Linked DNA regions of Zea mays: region 1 is linked to region 2. A link is a contact called in public Hi-C data. All regions are on one chromosome and are shown on one strand. The core of a region is the stretch at or near the end of the contact, and the rest is flanking DNA. Distances in the headings are between cores, read along the strand shown. Region 1 holds the start of LOC100284338. Region 2 holds the start of LOC100193325 (embryo defective12).

Evidence for each region. Hi-C and Micro-C count contacts between places; a contact is called where the count stands out from the background.
Region 1: a Hi-C map of tassel shows a contact between it and region 2, with 5 times the contacts expected there. The contact joins the promoter of LOC100284338 here to the promoter of LOC100193325 in region 2. A contact is called at or near these places in 11 of 25 Hi-C or Micro-C datasets (bundle sheath, ear, leaf and 5 more) and 1 of 3 datasets of contacts at active chromatin or transcription factors (seedling).

Annotation. Positions count from the first base shown.
Region 1 is chr5:221,946,860-221,953,006 of Zm-B73-REFERENCE-NAM-5.0, reverse strand. It overlaps LOC100284338, which reads right to left and starts at 3,447. Exons shown (of 9, transcript NM_001367186.1): 1 at 3,063-3,447; 2 at 58-165. The coding sequence starts at 3,381.
Region 2 is chr5:221,775,801-221,782,331 of Zm-B73-REFERENCE-NAM-5.0, reverse strand. It overlaps LOC100193325 (embryo defective12), which reads left to right and starts at 4,568. Exons shown (of 10, transcript NM_001138462.2): 1 at 4,568-4,953; 2 at 5,090-5,129; 3 at 5,249-5,308; 4 at 5,688-5,749; 5 at 5,890-5,945; 6 at 6,029-6,062; 7 at 6,459-6,531. The coding sequence starts at 4,661.

The sequences.
Region 1 (6,147 bases), core at 2,198-4,697, 170 kb before region 2:
TGATGTTGATTAATTAAGAGTTTTAAGGGTTTTTTTCTTTCTTTCTTTGTTTCTCACCTCTGTTCCATGAGTACTTGTTGAGGAACAGGCCTGTCCCGTTTGGTTTGATCCGGAACGGGCCGATCTCCTCCGACGCTCCATACGCCACCGACGAGCATCCAGGACCTGCCAGTGCCAGGCCATCAGAACTGTACATACTATTACACAGCTGGTACTATAGCAGGCAATGCATATGCATATAGGCGGAAGCGGAAGCATGTAGAGACCACGTTTCCCGAGGCAGGCACCGAGTCAAAGAGAGCAAACAAGTCCACCGTAGCCGTCCGTTCCATGGTGGTGGCGACTGGCGGTGGCGAGGCATGCAGCTGTGGAGCCCAGGACCCAGGTGGGGAGATCGTGGGGGTGTGCCTGTGCCACTGCCACTGGCCAGTGCGTGTCGCGCGGGCATGGCGCGCTGGCCCTCACTCTCCCTCGCGCGCCACCATGCCCCACTGCGGTGTAGTACTGTAGCACGACGGCAGGCATGTATATATGTGCTTTGACGGTTCTGCTAATGTGCTATTTGGGTTATATATATATACGCATGGCATGGCCGTTCTTAGCTTTGCTTTTGGGTGGCAGCAGCACCCAGCAGGGGAAAAAAGAAGAAGGCCACACACGCATGCGATGCGAGTGGGAGTGGCCCTCTGCATCCCTGCGTGTGTGCGTGCAGTGCAGTAGTACAGAGGCAAGCACCACACGAACACACGCAGTGACACCGAGCGATCGAGCAAGCTGCTGTGCCTGTGCGTCGTTGCCATGCATGTCAAGTTGCCCGTGCCCTGCCGGTTGTGGGGTAATGTGGGTGGCCATGTGGGGCAAGGGCACTTGTTGGTGTTTAGCAGCCGGGGGCGATGATGATGACGACGACGACAGGAGGCGAGGCGAAGCAAAGAGAATAAGAATAATCGGCTGGGGGCTGGGCGACGGCGACTCCGGCAGCGCGCCCAGCGGGACGGAGATTTACGACGAAAACAAACAGCCAAAAGGTGGTGGTGCCGCGGCCCTAGCTACACGCGGAGCTTTTGGGGTTTGGGCCAGCCATCTCCCACGATCCATCAGTCACGCACGCAGACGCAGGCCGCCAGCAGGCAGCAGCTTCATCATCATTTCGTTTCCGCCGCAGTCTCGGGCCCCTGCTTGGCTGCTTGCCGTGCCGCTCGCTCGCGCGGTCACATGATCTTCTGCTGAGAGGAGAGCTCAGCTGGGGGACCTGGGGCTGAGTCACCGGGTCACGGCCACCACGGACGCATCACGCATGCGGTACGCACACCTATACGCGGCCTGTGGCTAAGATTGCGTCGATCTCCAAGGACGCTGCCTGCCTGCCTGCTGCTTCGCGGCATTCATCAGGTTCAGTCCATTCACGTTCAGAGTGACTCTGGATCTGCGATGGAGCATGGAGGGAGCGACGAGGAACCCGAAGAGATTTTTTTTCCCGCCCGATACTACTGTTGGTATTATCTCATCATTCATTCATTCATGCATGGCTGCAGCTGCTGGCGCTGGGCGGCGATGCTGCCGCGGACGGCAACGCTGCTGCTGGCGCCTGCATGCATTGCACACAGCCACGCGCCAGGTACGTGCAGCGGCAGCAAATAATGCTACCAGAACCAGTGCAGGCAGCAGTGGTGTGCGTGCGAGTGAGTGAGAGATCAGAGGGTTTTACTGGCAAAAACAGTCAGTCAGATCGCCTGGGCTGGGATCCAAGAAACCCCTGGTTGGAGCTTACGACTAGCATTAATTTGGTACAACAAGAGAGTCGTGTCGTGTCCCGTTCCCGTCTGAATAATACCGAATAATCACATGAAGAGAATCTGAATGCAACGTCGATCGGACACGAGTTGCAACCGAACGAACCAAGCACGGTTGATAGATAGAGAGTAGGAGGAGTCGACTCGGATATAGTAGAGTACTACTGTGCCAGTGTCACATGCATACATCTGGCGGATCGACACCGGCCTGGTACGTACAGCAGCAAGCGAACGCCGCAGAAGCGACACCACAGCTGCTGCTGCCGCCGCCGCCGCCGTCTGGTGATTAATAGTAGTAGTATGATAAAAAAAAGGCTCGGCAGTGCTTTTGGCATACTAGGAGCTACTAATGATGCAAACATTGTGTACTTAGGTTTGTCAGATAGGAGTACTTAATTATAAGTAACTGTGAGGCAGCAGTACTGTCCTAATCCATGGTGGCTTTGTTGTCCCCTTCTCCATCACACTACTAGTAGTATTAGTAGCTAGTAGCTAGTAGCAATAAGTACACCGCCTATAGGCTTCGGTCGCTTCATTCCAAGAGGCCAAAACAAAAAGGGCAAGACAACGCCGGCACGTAGTAGGCTATAGGCAGCTAGCTCCTGCACCTCTGCTGCAGACCATGCACACACACATGTAATGTTTGTTCAGGCCGTGGTCACGTCTCTTCGCAACATTTACTCACCCCCATTTACTACTACGTACTGCGCTGCACACTGTACTACTCTCTAGGACGTACCTTCCTCATGCACGCAGCGACCACTAATTCTCACACACACGCGCGCTACGGTAGTAGTTGCTTGCTTGGAGTCAGAGGAGAACGGAGGGTACGTAGAGGAGCTGGGAGGAGGAGGAGCAACAGAATGGTAGGTACTTTTTCTCCGTTGGGAAGGAAGAGGCAACCGGCAAGGCGTGTGGTGAGATGACAGGCAGTTTGAACTTTGGAGTCCGTGTCAAAAAGCTTTGAAAAGCTTTGTCTTGGTCACGTTTTTTTTTTAAAAAAAATACTTATACTCCAAAACCCCCCACAGCAAAGGTAAGAAAAAGAGCTCCGTAGCTAGCTAGCTATCTTCCCTCGCATGGAAAGACCGACTGACTGACTGATCTCGAGGACGACGTAATAACTCCCATATGATGGTAACATCATATCATGCAATGGCATCGTCGTTGACCACGGAGGACGAGCGAGGAACCACATGATTGCTGATTATTGCATGAAAAAAATGAGCTAATAAGCTCTGACTGCAGGTGGAGGGGTCACTGACTAACCTCCGTTGAGCCAGAGCACGAGGGGCTTGGCGGCCGCGTCGTCGCCGACGGCCTCGGTCAGCCAGTAGAAGAGCGCGCGGCCGCGGTCCCGGTCCACCGCCACGTACCCGGAGTACTGCGCGAACGCCACCGCCGGCTGCCCCGGCAGCGCCTCCACGCGGTCGCCCGCGCGCGCCCGGGTGCTCATGCCGTCCTCGCACTCCTCCGCGCCGGCTCCATATGGCAGCAGCAGCAGGACGATGGCGACGACGACGACGATCGCCATGACCAGCGCGCCGCTCGCCGCCCCACCCTCACCGCGAGGCCGCGTCGTCGCCATGGCTTTTGTGCGTGGGCAGAGAAAGGTGTGGTGTGGCTAGCAGCTAGCTAGCTCGCGACGGTGTGTACGCAGTACGCGAGCTGCTGCTGCGTATTTATCGTGGCCGGCCGGATGGCTGCCGGCCTGGAGGGTGGAGAGCGAGCGGAGGGCCGCGCGCTCAGGTATTGCTAGTGGTAGTGGTGGCTACTGGCTAGCTAGCTGTGGGGTGGTCGTCGCGGTAATAATGGGGCATTGGATCGGGCGAGGAGGTGGTGGTGGTGTGCCCTGTGCGGGGTGGGGTGGTGGCATCATTTACGCTCGCTGTGGCTGGTGGCTCTGCGGCGCGGGGAGGGATGGGAGGGAGAGGGAAGGAGGGGGCAGTTGAGCTACGCTACGCCGCCATTAATAGTGTGCGCTCCGGCCTTGGCAGGTCAGCTCGTGCGTCTCGTGCAGTCGGCAGCAGAGCCGCAGAAGGAGAGAGAGTGCGCGAGGCGGAGGAGGAGCCGAGATTGAGAAGGAGAAGGGCGCGCGCGCCGAGCCGTCACCCCCGCCTGCCTGTGCCTGCTGCTGCACTGGTGGTACGTGGCCGTAGGGATGAGATGACCAAGGCCATAAATGGCTCGCAGTCGCGCGGCGCGGCGCTCCCCCTTTCTGGCTGCGGCTGCGGCTGCTACACACATTCGGTTTCCCTCGTCCTCACGCCACGCCCCGCCCGCGCGCGTCGCGTGGTTGGGTTCGCTCAAAACAAAAGCTGCACAAGTGTCCAAGAGAGACTGAGCAATGAGAGAGTATGCGTGAACATGCACTGCACGCATTACAGCAAGGTCGCGTCGAAATGAACCTACCAAAGTTAAAACAACAAATTAAAGACGATGGCGGATGGTTCGTCATGGCCGGCCACGGCCAGATCGATCTGGAAGTACTGCTAGCTAGCCTAGGTAGCAGGATGCAAAAGTGGATGGCGGTGGTACGCCGCAAGCAACGTTGACAAGGCGAGAGGAGAGGAGAGGAGACGGATCATGGCTCGCCCTGCCTTGGTAAGGAGCAAGAGTAGAGTCAAGATGCAACTAGCCTTGACGCGCGCGTACACTACGCAGTAGCCTGCTGCATGCAATTGGCTACCTATACTGTACCAATCCAGGCTATATGTACATTTATTACTAGTCTTTCCTCTCTCTCTCTCTCTCTCTCTCTCTCTCTCTCTCTCTCTCTCTCTCTCTCTCTCTCTCTCTCTCTCTCTCTCTCTGCCTCTGCGTGTGTCATAGAGAGACGACACGTGCACACGCAGACACGCTAGCTGTCCACAGGCCGTTCAAAAACATTGTGTACATACATACTATAGTCTATACATGTGTTGCAGTTGCAGATGGATGGATATGCAGCCCATACCTTTGCTCTGCTAGCGTGCTGCCATCAGATCGATCGATATGGATACCACGCCCACTGTAAATAATCAACGCGTACACTATTGCGGATATGGATGAATACAGTGTGTCGATATGGAAACAGTTCGTGTGCCACCTCACATGCGGGACATGCACTAGTCTACGTACGTACGTACGTATGCGCGAGTCCACATAAGTGTCGACTTTCGGCTTTCTTCACTGCATACAGATTACAGAGAGACGCGCACGTCGAACCGAAAAAAGAAGACGACGAAAGCGATTTCTCGTCTCGTCACGCCCGGCTGCCGACGCTGCCAATTTGACCCGATTAAAAAACACCAGGCCGTCAGGGCCCAATAATTTCCCCTCCCTGTAGCCCGGCCCGGATCGCTTGTCAGTTGTGCGTGTCTCTCTCTCTGTCCACGTCGGCCGGCAGCAGCGAGCGAGCGAGCAGAGCGTGCAGGTGCAGCGGCATCGGGCTGTGGTGTCCCCCCGCGAGGGGCAGACGAGAATGATGCCGCTGCCACCCCCCTCGCGTCCCATGAGTTGATTTACGCCTAATCATATTTCTAATCTCGTTCAGCTGCTGCTGCCGCTGCCGCTGCCGTGTGCCCTGTACAGTACAGAAGCTATACCAGTACTACTACTTAAAAATCAGCTGGGGACTAGTAGCAGGTAGAATGATAGCGTGTGTCATTAACGGCCTAACAGTTTCCTGCGTGGAAGTACTCGCCTGCTACCTGACCTGAGGCAGTCTAGCTTGTCCCTCCTGCTAGTGCTAGTGGTAGATCAGAGATTAATGGCGCTGCCAGAGGCCCGAGCAAGATGCCCTGCGCGCCCTGCACTGTACGAGTAGGAGTAGGAGTGCTGCTCGCTTAATTATCGCTTTGGACCATTAGTCCGCAACAGTATAAGGCCCTGTTTCAGTGCTACTAGCTTATTGTTTGACAGTGTCTAACAATTAGCTGGTAAATAATTAGCTACCAAAACTAGCCAGTGTGTGTTTGGAGACTTGATTAATAGGTGTTTTTATACGATCTATTAGCAAAGTCAAATAACTAATGGCAAACTGTTTGCCAACAATTCGGCTAACAATTAGGCAATTTGTTAGTCGGCCTATTTAGAGGTTAAGTGATAAAATTAGTCGACAAACTATTTACCACAAGAATCTAAAGAGGCCGCTAGGGTAGGAGGGTAACTAGATTTGTGCTATCAGCTTTTCGAATATGTCTCTACCTCACCCTTACTCTCACTCCCTCTTCTGTACGGTAGGACTGGAGGGGTTAGTTTGGGATCCACAAAATCGTAGTGGATCAGAGGAGCTAAAATCTTCCTCTTATTTAAAAATTGAATAAGAGTGAGATTTTAGTCCCTTTAATCTTCTCTAATTTTGTGGCTTCCA
Region 2 (6,531 bases), core at 3,319-5,818:
GTACACCAAGCAACCTTAGAGCATTCTTGATCATCCACACTCAGTCTTTGCGCATTCGTTTGTCATTCTCAGTGATTCGAGCTCCGTTCTAGTGAGAACTTTGAGATAGTCTTTTGAGCTCGATTCTTGGCCTTGTGTGTGTGCATTTTGCTGTGGATTTGTGTGTTGCTTCCCTCCCTTACTTCGTATTTCTTTGTGAATCTCAAGTGTAAGGGCGAGAGACTCCAAGCTGTGGAGATTCCTCGCAAACGGGATATTGAAAGGCAAAGCAAAACACCGTGGTATTCAAGTTGGTCTTTGGACCACTTGAGAGGGGTTGATTGCAACCCTCGTCCGTTGGGACGCCACAACGTGGAGTAGGCAAGCGTTGGTCTTGGCCGAACCACGGGATAACCACTGTGTCATCTCTGTGTTTGATCTCTTGTGGTATTGTGTTTTGTTGAGACTCCTCTCTAGCCACTTGGCGATTATTGTGCTAACACTTAACAAGTTTTTGTGGCTATAAGTTTAAGTTTCACAGGATCACCTATTCACCCCCCTCTAGGTGCTCTCAGGTATTCAAGTGGGTCTTTGGACCGCTTGAGAGGGGTTGATTGCAACCCTCGTTCGTTGGGACGCCACAACGTGGAGTAGGCAAGTGTTGAACTTGGCCGAACCACGGGATAAACCACTGTGTCTATCTGTGATTGATCTTCTTGTGGTTATCGTGTCTTGCAAAGACTCTTATCTAGCTCCTTGGCTTTATTGTGCTAACTCCTAACCAAGTTTTGTGGCATTAAAGTTTAAGTTTTACAGGATCACCTATTCACCCCCTCTAGGTGCTCTCAGAAATTTCCCGTGGAGAATCGGGAATCGAGACCCGTTGCCATTTCTATAAACAACAAGCTTTTCTCTTTTTCTTTCCCAACAAGAACGTGATAGCTCTAAGGTTATGATCAACCGATCGTGTTTCTAAAGATTGAAATAAAAGATATGGACAGGAGACAACCTTAGCCCATACGTTGCTCTATATGGAAGGGCAACATCGGCGGTGTTTGGTGTTGTTGATGATAGTTAGGCATCGACCGCGATGGTCGCTTCTGATGTCTTTAGGCTCGTATAGACGTGTAAAATATTATTTTTTTGCTATAAATTGCACTGTTTAGAAAATCGATTTTTAAAATAAGAAGTGTGATAGGGAATCATAAAGGTAGTACGCTGGAGACCGTCCCAGTTAGGGATGGCAAATTAACTTGCAAATCCAAAACCCGACGGGTATCCGACTCGACGGGTGCGATATAGGTGAAGTTTTTTTACCTATAGGTGCACCCGCACTCGACCTGAAGTTTCACATTTGTGGGTGTGGGTTTCTATTTTAACCCGCGTTGACCCACACCCGATTTGAAATTTGGTTTATTCTTTATTTTGCACAAAAATAATTAAGATACAATAGTAATTAGTTTGATAAGTAACTTGGCTAATAATTCATGAAATGTTTTGTTACTCCTCAACATGGAAAGACATAAATTCGTAGATATAACTCAATTATTCACGGTTCTTAATTTCTTATAGCCGAAATATTGTTTAAAAATGTGTACTGAGTAAAAATCTGCGTGTGACTCGAAACCCGATAGGTTCAGATGCGGGTTTGGAATTGCACCTACGATACGATCACGAGTGGGTTTAGATAGACTTCACGTGTGATCATGGGTGGATTTTTGCTCCACCCGATCAAAAGTCGATCCATTGTGATTAGAGGTGTCAATGGGGAATTCTCCATTGGATTTGGACACCTCGTACCCATTGCCATGAAGCTATACTTATCCCCATCTTCGTACCTATACCCATTATAGGTATAAGGTTCATCCCATACATATCCCCATTCACGTATTGGTTCCTTATTGGGTCTCCATCTCCAACAAAAAAACATTATCACATTATATTTTATTTGACACACGTGACACCCAACAACAATATATCACCAATAAATTTAACATGTAAAAAGAAAAACATTGTTTAACCATATAAAACAACAAAAACAAAGTGACACGTGGGCTAATGGATGAGGCGGTTAGTGGCTGCATGCCTGTGTTGGGTAGATGTATAGGTGTACATTCGGGTCGGGCCGCCCAAGCCCGAAAAGACCCGTATTATTTGAATTTCGGCTTGACCCGTTTGAATTTCGGGTCGGGCTGGTCCATGGGCCTAGCCCTCGGCCCACGACCCGGCACATAATTACTTAAACGTGTCGGGCTCATTTTGTGTGGCCCGAAATTATAAAAGCCTGAAATTAATTTTTTGGCCCGAAATTCATATCAGAACCCTAAATTCAAAACAAATTTAATAAAACAAATAAAAGATAAGCCAAATAAATCTGAACAAAAACAAACTTAATATTTGTATTAAAGTTACGAGAGCTATGCAACGACTACCTCGTTTACAAATCATTTTGTTAGAAGGAAAAAGAAGTAAAATCAGCTCTATACAAAGTTCGTAAGTTCAGTTTATTATCTAATGTTCATAATAAAAGTAAAATTACATCACATACTCCAATTCAAAGCTACAAAAAAACATCTAACTAGCATTATCTCTAACTTTATGTTCTTTATCAAGTAAATGAAAATGTGGAATGCAGTGCAGTTTTAATAAATACTAGTCGGTTGCCCGTGCGTTGCGACGGCTTACAACAATACCCACGTAAACTGTCAACCAAAAAGATCTCAATATTTTTTATTGATTGTCCCTGCTCTTCGTATAATATTCTTTTGATTTGGCTAATTGATGTTATTGTTTACTCCATGTAATATGTCTTGGTACAACGCGGCCAATGAAGTGTGCAATTAGAAGAGAGTTCACAACGACGACTGACTGAACGAACAGAAATTATAAAATGATATAATTCCACGATACAGAGACCAAATAAGAAAAAGTTTGTGAGCTCAAGTTTCTAAAATAAGTCACATGAACTCAAACTTATAAAAAAGATAGATCAAAATATGAAGTGATTGTTAAAGTCAGGCACCAATAAACACTGGATGCGCTACATATAAATTATGCTACTTCGTAGCAATTACTAACATTTAAAACCAATAAATAACCTTTCCTTTTACTGTTAGTGTGACAAATCATTGTTGCTCCATTCAATTCAGCAACCTCAAACACCATGAAGCCCATTGCGCCAATGTGGTCTCAGAAACGACCTAATGCTTGCAAAAGGCAAGAACGACGTGTCGTGCTTGGGCTATAGCCTCGGCTCGTAGTGCTGGCCCGGCCTGACACGATTATATTTTTTATTTTACAAAAAACGTATATACGTATATACAATTTATATTCAATATTAAAAACATCTTAGTATGATGTTCTACTGGTTAGACACTTTCACCCAGTGTCTGTCGCCCTGATGGACTTCTTTCATCAGGGCATGGGTTCGAATCCCATCTCATGCACCATTTTTTAACATTTTACGTTGATTTAATCAAATGGGTCGACAGGCTAACAGGCTGGTCTGGCATAGTCAGCAGGCCGGCATGACGGGACGACGTTGAAACTGGTGCTTTAAGTACAGTATAGATATGGGCATTTCGTGTCTCTATATGGGTCATTCCGTGCCTGCCTTAAATGGGTCGTGCTCGTGCCCGCCCATGGGCCGCGACCTTGGCCCAAACCCGGCTCGACACTAAAATATTTTGAGTCGTGCCGTGCCTGGGTCGTGCTTTTTTCCGTGCTTCGGTCCGGCCCATGAGGCCCAGCCCAAAAGTACACATATAGATAGATGGGTGCTTAAAAGAGTTGCGAGCGATATGGTTAGTTGTCATGCTTATACCCATGTGTAATCAGGTACGAATTTATGCTTTTCCATATTCATACCCACACACCCAATGGGTGAAGAATTTCTCTAAATATGTACCCATGGAGATTAAAATCCTCACATATCCTACCCCTAACAACTTGTTTAGGAGAAAAGGAAATGAGTGGATTGGAGGGGCTAAAATCTCCTTACTATATAAAATTTAATAACAAGAAGATTTTATTTCCTCTAATCTCCTACATTCCCCTTTCTCCTAAATATACCCTAATTGTCATCGCCATGGTTAACGGGTATGCGGCTCCATTGACACCTCTAAATGTGATCCCTAGTCCTATTTCATCATCTATCTCATCTTCTATTTCAAATTTTATTCTGTAAAACAGTATTAAATAGTGTTACCTATTGTACTACATCCTATTTTAGCAGCTTCATTCCGGGCTCAACGGATCTTAACCTACCACCGCAAAGTACGGATGGAAACACTGTCGTTTACCGTCTTCACTTCAGCAATTCGGAGGAGATTGGACGCCACAAATCTCGATCCGGGAAATCCAGGCGAACCTCGTGACTGGATTCAAGTCCGGTATACTGGAGATTTTGGAACGAAATCGAAGCGGAGACGAAATCCTCGAAGGCCCAGAACGTAAGTGACCTCATCACTCAGGCCCAGACCCAGTCCACAACAAAACGGGATTCACTACGAGGCTCATAACACTAAGGCCCACGTCCCTTCGCCCAGACCCCCACCGGAAGGGCTCTCATCGTCCCCTCCACTCCACTCGTTTCTTTCGCTTCCCGCGGCGAAAGCCCTCGAAGCAGATAAGGCCTACCGGCTGCCGCCGTGCCCGTGCTCGCGCTCGACCACCGCCGGCCATGGTCGGCGTCGCCCTCGCGCCGGCAGTGTCCCGCGTGCCTTGCCGTCCCGGCGCTTCCTTCCACGCCTCGCGCCCCTCCTCTTCGGCGCGGCTCCCGGCCAGGCCGCGGGCGCGGGCGCGGGCGCCGCCGGAGAGGCTCGTGGTTGTCGCGCGGTACTCGTCCTCGTACGAGGTCGAGGGCGAGGAGGAGGAGGAAGATGAGGAAGGGCTCGGGGGTGGCGGAGGCTGGGGGAGGAGGGACCGCGGGCCCGACCCCGACTACGACCCGGCCCTTGACATCGAACGCATCGAGTACGTCTCGCCTCTCGCGTGCCTTATATTTTATATTTACATATATAACATGTATCCGTCGTTGCAAATCTATACTATTAACTGCTGCCGTGGTCGTCTACGTGTGTTCACGTTGCGTGGTGCCTCTCTTTGTTAGGTCCTCGACCGTAAGGCTATTGGACGAACAGAAAAGAATGGTAATTCTCATCTCTAGTTATGCTGCTTCGCTAATTTTAGATTTCATTGTTGTGCATCGTTAGATTAGCTGTTCATTTGGGCATTCCTCTTCATTGTTTTCCTACATATATATATGTAGGTTGGTGTAGTATCTGTCAGCGAGGCAGTTCAGATTGCAGACGATAATGATCTTATACTGGTACGCTATTTGCCTCAGATGTTTTTACTTATTCTTTTCCTCCAAAAGGATACATTTCAGCATAAATGTTGTACAGAGAGTAACTGAGGATTGTTCACTAGCATAAATGATTATTGTAGCAGTCATGAGTTGTCATGCGATGGCTAAAAACTCTGGCCCTAACACTAGCTACTTGCTACTAGAGCAACAAAGTGAACACGATAGTTTTTTATTCCCTGCTCGGTGCAATATCTGCAGGCGCATGAACTAGCTTTGCAAACTGCCTTCATAAACAGGACATATGCTTACCTTATACCAGACGTTCATTCATCAGACGACACTTGCTATTAGTCTACTACTAATGTACACCAATTAGGATTGCTGATATTTTCTATTTCAGGCAATATTATCAATGGATGGGGACCCCCCAGTACTTCGACTCTTTGATGAGAGAGATTACAAGTATGTTGCAATTAACAACACACCAACCTATAGTTTAAATGCTTTTAGAAAAAAAAAGATTGTATAGTCGCATGGTTTGTTTGATTCAGACTTTATTCATTTTAGGATCATATGAATGCATTTTTGTTGGTTTTGTACAGAAAACATAGGTATGAACAACAGAAGAAGAAAAAGATTCAGCAGAAAAGATCTGTCGGTATGCTTATTGAACCATTCTTTTTCTGCCGATTTTGTTGATAAAGATTCAAAGGAATTGAGTTTGATGTTTATTCCTTGCAGCGAAACGCATGGGCTTGAAGGAGCTGAAAATGGGGTACGAATCATCTCAGTTTGAATTTTGTTTCAGTTCCATTGGTTATTGACCCTTATATCTAAACTGCTGCATTTTCTGGAACTTTTTATTAGACCAGAAGGATAGGTCTTATTTTATTCCACCTTGCATAGCTAAGTAACTTCTAGCATGTAAGAACTAATAAAACTTTTGAGGCAAACTTGGCTAGAGCTACTTTGAGCTATTTGCCAATTGCCATATTGGAAATGCAAAATTTCTTAGATAGATCGATTGGTGTTGGCATAGTATATTTCTGGCAATTGTGCAATAATTTATTGATTTGTCTGTGGCATCATAAGGCTCCTGAATTACAACAGACACATGTGTTATTATAAGTTAATGAGTTGGTGTTGAATTCTGTATGCATTTGCCTGCCAGATACAACATTGACATCCATGATTACAGCGTGAGGCTTAAAGCTGCAAAAAAGTTTCTTAAAGCTGGCGACAAG